2 separate regions of the Mus musculus genome follow, and region 1 is linked to region 2. A link is a contact called in public Micro-C data. All regions are on one chromosome and are shown on one strand. Each heading gives the region's core, a stretch centred on a gene start, on an enhancer-like site or on the middle of the called end of the contact. The rest is flanking DNA. Distances are from core to core; before and after follow the strand shown.

Region 1 (5,110 bases), core at 1,668-4,167, 970 kb before region 2:
GTTACAGACTGCAATACTTCCAGAACTCCAGCGTCAGCTGATGTCAAGTATCATTTATGTAACAAAGCTCTTCCTTAATTCACCTTTTCTTCCTTCCATGCTGAGATCCACTTTACATATGGTTTGGCCATTTCCACATACGCAGCTCAGCACTTGGTACAGTCACAGTGGTCTGTCACCACCGCCACTATCTGTTTTCCAAATACTCAAAACAATTCATTAAGTACTCCCCATTCGCCCCTGCTTCTCAAGCCCTGGCAACTACTTCTTTCTGTTTCTGTGGGTTTACTTAGTCTGGACATTTCACAGAATCCAAACCATACCATGAGTGCCTCCCACACTGAGGGTGATATTTTCCAAGCTGATTCTTGTAACATGTATCAGTGTATGTGTGGCGTATGTGCGCACCTGTAGGGAGGGGCACATGTGTGGACTTGTGAGTGCACATTATCCGTTGAGACAGAATCTCTCACTTGGACCCAGAACTGGCTGCTTGAGGTAATCTAGCTAGTCAGCCAGCTCTGGGAATCCTGTCTCTGTCTTCCAAGCCACCCAGCCCACCTGGCATTTTTGTGGGCTCCGGGAGATCCGGGCTACAGCCCTCCTGCTTGAACAGCAGGCACATAAATCACGGAGCCACCTCCTCAGCCCCTTCTTTCGGCACTTTTACTCTTTTTTATGACTGCACGATCTGTTGCTTGGATGAATCACATTTTGTTTAGCCATTCATTTGCCAATGGGCATTTGGGTCGTCTTAAGTGGTATTCATTTATTTTGTTGTTGTTCTTAACAGCGCTGCCAGGACCATGGGTGTCCACGTTTTTGCCTGAGCAGCGTGCTGGGTTTTCTGAGGGTACACACCTCGGAGTGGACCTGCCTGGTCACGTGGTAGTTCTATGTTTAGCTTTTGAAGAACCACTAAACGGACTCACTTTTATGCTTATGATTTACAAAGTGTCTTGATCACCAGTTACACAAAGCAGCCAAACCCCAGCCCGGGCTTTAAACGTTTCTTTTCAGAAACCCTGATTAGGGCAGCCAGGCTCAACCCGAGCCAAATTTGTTCCAAGGCGAGGTTCCACTCAGGACTTTGAACAGCCTCCCTGCTGTGTTACATGTCCCGACAAGAACTGGCCAGGCAGGAATCCCTTCCTGCCTCCTAGGCATCCTTGCTTTTCCACTCTGTTGTGTACACCTCAGGAAAACGAAGATGCTTAATCTAACGTACGCATTTCCCTCCTCTGTTTCTGCTAATGAATTCGGACTAGAACATGGAGGTAATTCAGGGCCTTGGTGTCTACCTGTCCTGGGTAGAAGCTGGCCTTTTCACGGCCCTAGAACAGGGTATCCCTAACAGTGATCAAGGTATATACAGAGATCAACCATCTATGACAGACTTTGGTCACAAATCAGTCCTGACTTTAGCAATCCACAGATGCTGGATGCGAGCTCAGCCTACTTTGCACACAGCCTACTCTGTGGGCTCAGGTCCGCTCGCGGTCTCAGTGGATGTAACAGGAGACAATTCTACTACATGTATTGTTTACTGCAGCCAGTGTAGTGAGTGAGTCGTGAGCTACCCAGTCATTGGCCCAAATGGACAGTAACTGATGGACTGACTTATAGTGCTGGTTTTTAAAATTTTAAACTTGTGCATGTCACGGTGTTGACCTCTTTACCCCAACTCCCTAACACACAGGAAGTTCCCAAGTTGCACACGAGTCAGGTCCCAGGAGCAAAACCAGACAGGCATCAACTTTGAAACTGACAAGAATGAAGAAGTTGGCTTCTGAGGTCCTTGCTACAGTCATTCAGCTGTCACTAGTCACGTGTTCCCCAGGAGTCTCTTTTTCAGGTGTTCTGGCCTGATCTGCTGGTATGACAGAAAAAAAAAAGTTTCTTGTCTGTCATATCCTCTGTAATCCGGCAGGAAACCCAAAATGTGCCTGCTGCAGTCCTAGGCTGAGCGCTTATCTGCTTCCTTGGGAAGAACGTGCATCAGAGTGTCCGGTTTAGGGGGATTTTCAACATGACCTCACCCTCTCCACCATTCACTGACCTCAGAAGGCATTACCCAAGTCACAAGTGCAGCTCGGATGGGAATCTAATGAGTGAGCCAGCCGCCAGCGACCTTCCTGGCACATCTCACGAGAACATCAACTCCAACTTCCCCTCAAACCAGGGCAGGTTATCAATAGTGCCCTGAGCTGCTAGGGTGAGGTGTTGATCAATAACGACATCTGACATCTACTTATCCTTCCAGATTCGGGATGGTTAGGATGACAAGGGGGCGGGGAAGGGTCGCTGCTAATTAAACGCACGATCTTGAAGGAAAGCTCTTGCCTGCCGGTAATACCAGAAACGGACAGGGAGGCTGAAGCAAGACGATTGTCACAAATTTAAGCCAACTTGGGCCGCAGGGATCTTGTCTCAAGAGTTAAAACAAAACAAAACAAAACAAGGCAAACTGTAACGAAGGAAGGCTTGCACTGGTCGGGTGCGGGGATGTCCCAGCCAATGGTCTCAAAATAGGTCGCGTGAAGGTGACAGCAAGCGGCGGGCGAGTAACTATGGGAAAGGGCAGTGGGATCTGTAGTGAGAAAGATGCCCCAGCGGAAAGGGGTCAGGATGGGCTTTGCTTACTCGCCTCGGGGCTCCGGGAAGCGGTGGCACTAAAGGGAAACAGAAACTCTGGATCCGCAGGCGCGCGCGCCCAGCCTGGCCCACGTGACCCGGGCTCCGCCGCTCTCCGAGCGCGCTCCCGGCTGCACAGGAGCGCGTGACTCCCGCCGCTGCCGCTCCCTCCTCCGCTCGGCGTGCCTGCGTGCGCGTACCCGAAAGGCAGCGGGCACGCGCACGCCCAGAGGGCCGCCGCCCCTCCCCGGGCCCGCCCTCCCTCCCTCCCTCCCTCCCTCCCACCCTCCCCCGGCCGGCGCGGCCCGCCCTGGCGAGTCAGTCCTCGGGTTCCCTCCCTCCCCGGGCGCGCTCGGGCCGCCGCTGCGCTCCCCGCCCTCCAGCCGCCTTGCCGGAGCCGCCCGCTGCCGGAGGAGGAGGTGGAGGAGCCGCAGGGGCCCGCCGAGGCGGCGGCGGCGGCAAGATGGCGGACTTCCTGCCGTCGCGCTCCGTGCTGTCCGTGTGCTTCCCGGGCTGCGTGCTGACGAACGGCGAGGCCGAGCAGCAGCGCAAGTCCAAGGAGATCGACAAATGCCTGTCGCGGGAGAAGACCTACGTGAAGCGGCTGGTGAAGATCCTGCTGCTGGGCGCGGGCGAGAGCGGCAAGTCCACCTTCCTGAAGCAGATGCGGATCATCCACGGCCAGGACTTCGACCAGCGCGCGCGCGAGGAGTTCCGCCCCACCATCTACAGCAACGTGATCAAAGGTGCGGGGCGCGGCGGGGCTCGGGGACCCCTGGGGAGCCGGGCCGGGCACCGCCCTCATCCGCCGGGTCCCCAGTCGGAGGAGACCGAACGGGATCAGATCGGACGGGCGAGCGGGTGGGCGCGCCTTGGGCACCGTTCTGTGCGCCCTGTTGCCCTGGTCCCTTCGATCCGGGACGCCCCGCTGTCCCCCCCGTGCTACCCCGGTGAGGGTCACGGTCGGCCCAGCACTCCGCGGCTGGCCTCGCCCCCTCCAAGAGGGAAGTGCGGCGAGTAGGGTGACTCGGGGCAGCGGGGCAACTTGTGTCCTCCCTGCACTCCGGGCAAGACCACCCATCAGTAGCCCCAGGTCCTACACTCCCTATCCCTTCCTATCCTTCTTTCCTTTCTGCCCGTCCCTGGTGGGTGACCCTAGTAACCGGGTATGTTACCCTTCCAGCTTTGGGCTTCCTAGGCCACCTCTTGACTTAAGCAAGTTCTGGAACGGTTGTAATGAGGAAACTTTTTTTTTTTTTTTTTTTTTTTTTTTACCCTGAGACTCTTGTCAAGGGCATAGAGTGACAGCCTCTAGAGCCTTTTGGGGCAAGAGTATGAAACTCACGTTTACTGAACTGGCATCAGGAAAGTCTATTAAAAAAAATTAGCGCGAGTGGTTTTATCGGCTCATTGCTACAGGATGTTTGTAATCACAGTTCAACATGTTGCACACTTTTTTTTTTCTTAATAACTCGAGACAGGAGAAAAAAACAGTATCATTTCATATCATTTCTAATGCTTTCATGAATTTATGTTTAAATACATGTGCTGGACTGCATGGTGGGCTTCACAAATCCTGTTGAACAGTATTTTAAATACTGTTCCTTAAGTGAAAACCACCCAATATTTTTATTCCTTAGTGTTCAAATAAGTTGCAGAGGTGGCTTTTATTTTTATCATTTAAAAGAATCATCTTGTTTTTTTTAATTTTTTTTTCTTTAGTGTCAGGTATTTTCTACCTAAGAGAAGTTGGCAGAGTTGAGGCACAGCAGCACATCAGAAAACAGATTTCTGAGTGGTTAAGGAGTCACCCTATTAAATCTAGGGCTTGGAAGCAAACTTTAATTTTGTAGGTCTTTTCAAGGAGTTGTGTGACTTTTTTTTAAGCATATTTTTTGTTGTTCAAGAAGAACATAAGCAAACTCCCTCATGGGTCCGTTCCCCCCACCCCCTTCAGTGTTTCAAGTAGGGAAAGACTAGAGAAGATGCTTTGCCAGGCAGAGAGGGGAGAGGGCGAGGCCAGGAGCTCACAGTCCATGTCTTGCCCTTACCCTTGTACCTTTGCAGTAAAGCTGAAAAGGATGGCTGTGTTCAGTCTGCCTTAATGCTCAGCACAGAACTAATTAAAGTCTCCTGGAAGACTGTAAACTGTACCTTGCCAGCCCTTAATTGAAGGTACCTTTGTATCCTGATACAGATGAACTTAAAGAATGAACAGACTCAAGTAGTCACTTGTGAGCGAGGCAAATCACCTGCTTTTCTACACACACTGGGCCTAAGAGTCCCTTTGAACATGATTGTGTGATCAGGTTGAAGTCTAGGGAGGCATCTTATTTTCTTTTGTTGGCATGGTCAGAAAAGTGAAAGCATAACAATTTTTTCTTGTATCCAAAGAAATGACTTCCCGATGATGACAGAAGTAACAGTTTTAGAGACAGGAGTTTGAGCTGACCTGTGTAAGTGGAAGCCTCATGGG
Region 2 (5,632 bases), core at 51-2,550:
AACTCAATGGCAGACATTACATACTATATTCATCTAGGAACTTTAGGAACAAAATGATTACCTGGCATGTAACGAACATATTAATAAATTTATGCAAAATTTAAGAGTTCCCTATGTTTAATAGAATTTGAAGTTTTGCATTATCAAGGACACATCTGCCTAAATGACCCACATTCAAAGATCACTGTCTCTTAAATCTGCTTTCAGGATAAACACACACAAAGTGTTCTCATAATGTTCTTATCTATTGAGTCTTCTCTGACGAGACATAAAAATGCTCTCTGGGCAAACATAAAATAGAGTGAGGAAAGCACCAGGATTAGAGAGTCTGGAATCTCAGAGGGAGAATCTCAGTACCTCATTTTTTTCCCCAGCTGGGACCTTAATAAAGTTATTTAACCTCTTTAAGACCCATATTTCCCACACAGAGTACCATCTCCAACCTCAGAGCAGCTGTCAAGATGAAGTAATACTGACCCTGGCTCTGAGCCAGGATCTAACCTCATCTGGGGCTCCAGAATGTCCTTAATTTTTGTCCTCAGACTTGATTCTTTGAAAACGTAAAGCGAAGCTTTTAGAGAGCTGGGGCGAAAATCCTCAACTCCGACTGCCCCAGAGGCCGCTGTCCCCCATGGACCTCGCTTTCTCCTCCTCCCTGAAACCTTTCCGCGCCTGGGAATCTTCGTTAGCTATGTTTGGGGAATTCAGATTATTTTCAACCCCAAAACCGTGTCACGAGCTCTGCGGCTTTTCCTCTCACCCCGAGTCCTCTGGTCACACATGATCCGCTACCCGATCTGCGCCCCAAGTAGGGCGATGCTCCTGAGCCCTCAGGGGGAAAACTGACTTCGGTTTGGTTTGGGCTTTTATTTAATTTCGGTTTGTCCTTTCTTTTCCTTCTGCCTCTCTAGAAGTTCTGAGGATGTCGCTAGCCCAGGGATCCCTGTCAGCGCCCGCCACCCGCCAGCATCCTCCGGCTCCCCGCGGCCCGCCACACCCTCCCCTCTCCTCATTCCCTAGCTGCTCGGCCATCTCCACGGTCCATGCCCCGTCCCCGCCGCCGCGTCACCTCTCTCCGCAGACACGAATGGCGAGCGACCTCGAGCGCCGCGGGCCTCGGCGTCTCCTCACCCCGGCGTCGCAGCCGCAGCGCTGTCAGGCCCAAGCCGCGAGCTTACCTGCGGCGACCGCGACCGCGGTAAGTGACGGAGCTCGGAAATTCTGCGCGGAGACGCGGTCCGCGAGGCCGAGCGCGCGCGTGCCCGCCGCCCCGCTACGCCGAGAGAGCCGCGCGCGCCGCCGGAGACACGCCCCCTGCCCGCCCCTGAATGCACCTGAGGGCGGGGCGTGCGTAATGCGCGTGCTCCTGGAGCTCGAGACGGGAGCGCGCTTGGGGGCGGGGCTACTGGGGGCGGGGCTCCGGCGGAGGTGAGCGCGGCGAACGAGTCGCAGAGTACTTGGTTGGACCTGCCGACTCTAGCTCAGGTGCTCAGAACCTCCTGGGGAGCTCGCCGCACCCTCCACCGAGGCTCGATGGGTTTGAGGAGACTTCTGTCGCCTCAAGAAGGACGGCCTTGGTTCTCCACCCTCCCATCTGCCTCTGTTCCCTTGTATTTAAAGAGTTGATAAAAGTCTGACACTCCTCCCTCTTGCTGCAGCGTCCTCCCTCCTCGTTTCTGTAAAGACTGCCTTCTCCTCTCCAACCTCAGACTACCACCTTGAACATCCTACCGGTTCCTTCAAACATCCTCCGAAAATCTGCAAGTGTTGACTTCTGGCAAAGACTATATACCACGCTTAATTTTTACTTAAAATGCAAACTGATGTTTGGAATGTCGTTACCCAAAGTGATCGAAACAAGGGCCAAAGGTATTGCAAAGTAAAGTTCACAATACCAAAATTACACATCCCTGAGGAAGACTGATCCTTTCTTATCCAGAAGCCACAAACTGCCAATTCATAACACACACACACACACACACACACACACACTATTCATGCTGGAATTTTTGCTGGCTTGATACTGAATGTGTCTGGTGTGTGCAGTCCCCAGTGCTATGTGTTACAGTTACTTTCGAAAACATCTTCAGCTCTGTGAATGTGAACATTCATACATATTTTGTGTATGTGTGTGTAGTTCTCAAATTGAAAACTAAGTCTATAGAATGTGTTCTGCTTTATTATAGATGTGGACGTTTTGCCTGCATGTGTGTGTACACTATCATAGAGCCTGACACAATGATATCTTTCCTCTCAAACACCCCACTTGGCACCATAGTATCCCTTTCACTGTCTTACATGCTAATCTCTTCAGCTACATCATATGTAGCCTGAAGTTAAGAACTTTTTCTTATACCAATTTAAATTTTCAGGTCTTGCGAATCATAAACTATGGTAAATACTGCTAATAATACTACTGATGAGAGAAAACACCTACAAGAAAGGTATGTAAATATTTTTATCTTCACAAAAAATACCTACTCACTTAACAAAATTGCACCCATAGAAACAGAAAATATTAAAATTCTATTATAGGAGTGGACTTGTAGTTCAGTGATAGTCTGCTTGCCTAGATTGTACAAGGTCCTGGCTTTAAACCCCAGCAACACACACACACACATACGACTTATAAAATGGACAACAAGATTATAGGCTTGTAAGAATAACATAGAACACAGAGAAAAATATTTTAAATAAAAAAATTACTACAAATTAATGTGTAGGTTGTGACATATTTTACTGCCTCTACGCAAACTATTTATCAGACTATTTATATCTTGTAATCAGGCTGGTCACACGATGTCTGCCTAAATGTCCACAACTACCAGGTTTTAATAGTAAAACAGCGGCCAGAGAGAATGATGCTTCCTTCCACCCTTCTGTATCTAGGAAATAGAAACAAGCAATAAGCACATCTTGGTTGTCATGGTGGCAACTGAAATCCCCACACCTCATTAATAGACCTTATAGACAAATGAACCATGTGGGAGTTCCTAGATCATAGGAGTTGCAGCTTGAGACTTAAGAAGCTCGGTGGCTATGGGAAATTAACAGTGGGCCACAGTTCTCACCAATATTTAACATGGAGTAAGAGGCCAAATCTTGCCACATAGAGTATTAACTTACAACCTGATGAACAATGGCTACGTGTGGCCGTGCTTTTGCTTGCCAGACATCAAAGACTTGTTTAAATGGATTTTTCTAGACCATTTTGCTAAAATTAAGATGACTAAATCATTTGGGGTGGGGCAGCAAATGAAAAATGGCCTCCGTGGGATTGTATATTTGAATGTTTGGTTCACAACTGGAGGAACCGTTTGGGGAAGGATTGGGAGGTGGGCCTTCTTGAAGGACATTTGTCAGTGGGACAGGCTTTGAGGTTTCAAAAGCCCACAATAGGCTCAGTGTTCTCTCTCTCTCTCTCTCTCTCTCTCTCTCTCTCTCTCTCTCTCTCTCTCTCTCTCTCCCTGCCTGTAACTGGAAGATCAGATGAGAGCTCTCAGCGACTGCTCCAGTGCCATGCCTGGCTGCCTGCTGCCATAGATCCACCAGGATGCTCAAGGGCTAACCTTCCAAAACTGCAAGCAAGACGCCAATTACATGCTTCCTTTTCCAAGTTACCTTTTCCAAGGTGTCTCCTCACAGCAAGAGAACAATAACTAAGTCATTACTGTAACAGCTTTGTGTCTGATACGTATAGTATAGTATAGTATAGTATAGTGTAGTGTAGTGTAGTATAGTAGTATAGTATAGTAGTTCACATTATTATTTTATTTTATTTTTTTGGTTTTTCGAGACAGGGTTTCTCTGTGTAGCCCTGGCTGTCCTGGAACTCACTCTGTAGACCAGGCTGTCCTCGAACTCAGAAATCCACCTGCCTCTGCCTCCCAAGTGCTGGGATTAAAAGCATGTGCCACCACTGCCCGGCTAGTATTTCACATTATTAACAGTATGTTTGGAACAATATGTACCATTTTAAAATCTTACTAAACATTATTGTTATTTGCCATTTCTGAAAGTCAAAGTGGCTTCTAGAATAGCTGTAATTTGATTTTTTTTTCAAATAGATAATCTTGATTTAGCATAATGCATGACTAAAAAAAAAAATCAGACTAGGCTATCAATGTAGAAAAAGAGCCAAAAATTAAGGAAGATCTCAGAAGATGGAAAGATCTCCCATGCTCGTGGATTGGCAGGATCAACATTGTAAAAATGGCTATCTTGCCAAAAGCAATCTACAGATTCAATGCAATCCCCATCAAAATTCCAACTCAATTCTTCAACGAATTGGAAGGAGCAATTTGCAAATTTGTCTGGAATAACAAAAAACCTAGGATAGCAAAAAGTCTTCTCAAGGATAAAAGAACTTCTGGCGGAATCACCATGCCAGACCTAAAGCTTTACTACAGAGCAATTGTGATAAAAACTGCATGGTACTGGTATAGAGACAGACAAGTAGACCAATGGAATAGAATTGAAGACCCAGAAATGAACCCACACACCTATGGTCACTTGATCTTCGACAAGGGAGCTAAAACCATCCAGTGGAAGAAAGACAGCATTTTCAACAATTGGTGCTGGCACAACTGGTTGTTATCGTGTAGAAGAATGCGAATCGATCCATACTTATCTCCTTGTACTAAGGTCAAATCTAAGTGGATCAAGGAACTTCACATAAAACCAGAGACACTGAAACTTATAGAGGAGAAAGTGGGGAAACGCCTTGAAGATATGGGCACAGGGGAAAAATTCCTGAACAGAACAGCAATGGCTTGTGCTGTAAGATCGAGAATTGACAAATGGGACCTAATGAAACTCCAAAGTTTCTGCAAGGCAAAAGACACCGTCAATAAGACAAAAAGACCACCAACAGATTGGGAAAGGATCTTTACCTATCCTAAATCAGATAGGGGACTAATATCCAACATATATAAAGAACTCAAGAAGGTGGACTTCAGAAAATCAAATAACCCCATTAAAAAATGGGGCTCAGAACTGAACAAAGAATTCTCACCTGAGGAATACCGAATGGCAGAGAAACACCTGAAAAAATGTTCAACATCCTTAATCATCAGGGAAATGCAAATCAAAACAACCCTGAGATTCCACCTCACACCAGTCAGAATGGCTAAGATCAAAAATTCAGGTGACAGCAGATGCTGGCGTGGATGTGGAGAAAGAGGAACACTCCTCCATTGTTGGTGGGAGTGCAGGCTTGTACAACCACTCTGGAAATCAGTCTGGCGGTTCCTCAGAAAATTGGACATAGTACTACCGGAGGATCCAGCAATACCTCTCCTGGGCATATATCCAGAAGATGCCCCAACTGGTAAGAAGGACACATGCTCCACTATGTTCATAGCAGCCTTATTTATAATAGCCAGAAGCTGGAAAGAACCTAGATGCCCCTCAACAGAGGAATGGATACAGAAAATGTGGTACATCTACACAATGGAGTACTACTCAGCTATTAAAAAGAATGAATTTATGAAATTCCTAGCCAAATGGATGGACCTGGAGGGCATCATCCTGAGTGAGGTAACACATTCACAAAGAAACTCACACAATATGTACTCACTGATAAGTGGATATTAGCCCCAAACTTAGGATACCCAAGATATAAGATATAATT

Evidence for each region. A called contact is a pair of places that touch in the nucleus more often than the background predicts.
Region 1: a contact with region 2 is called in a Micro-C map of embryonic stem cells, with 10 times the contacts expected there. The contact joins the promoter of Gna13 here to the promoter of Abca5 in region 2. A contact is called at or near these places in 9 of 39 promoter capture datasets (the 3T3-L1 cell line, cranial neural crest, embryonic stem cells and 5 more), 6 of 484 Hi-C or Micro-C datasets (CD4 T cells, embryonic stem cells and olfactory sensory neurons), 14 of 115 datasets of contacts at active chromatin or transcription factors (the NIH/3T3 cell line, astrocytes, bone marrow-derived dendritic cells and 9 more) and 3 of 9 other capture datasets (adipose tissue, embryonic stem cells and liver).

Annotation. Positions count from the first base shown.
Region 1 is chr11:109,359,877-109,364,986 of GRCm38.p6, forward strand. Gna13 (guanine nucleotide binding protein, alpha 13) reads left to right here and starts at 2,918. Exons shown (of 4, transcript NM_010303.3): 1 at 2,918-3,380. The coding sequence starts at 3,098. Gm11696 (predicted gene 11696) reads right to left here and starts at 3,778. Exons shown (of 2, transcript NR_038097.1): 1 at 3,230-3,778.
Region 2 is chr11:110,336,416-110,342,047 of GRCm38.p6, forward strand. It overlaps Abca5 (ATP-binding cassette, sub-family A (ABC1), member 5), which reads right to left and starts at 1,301. Exons shown (of 39, transcript NM_147219.2): 1 at 1,070-1,301. It overlaps Gm39445 (a long non-coding RNA gene), which reads left to right and starts at 1,423. Exons shown (of 3, transcript XR_880289.1): 1 at 1,423-1,869; 2 at 2,373-2,444; 3 at 3,490-3,590.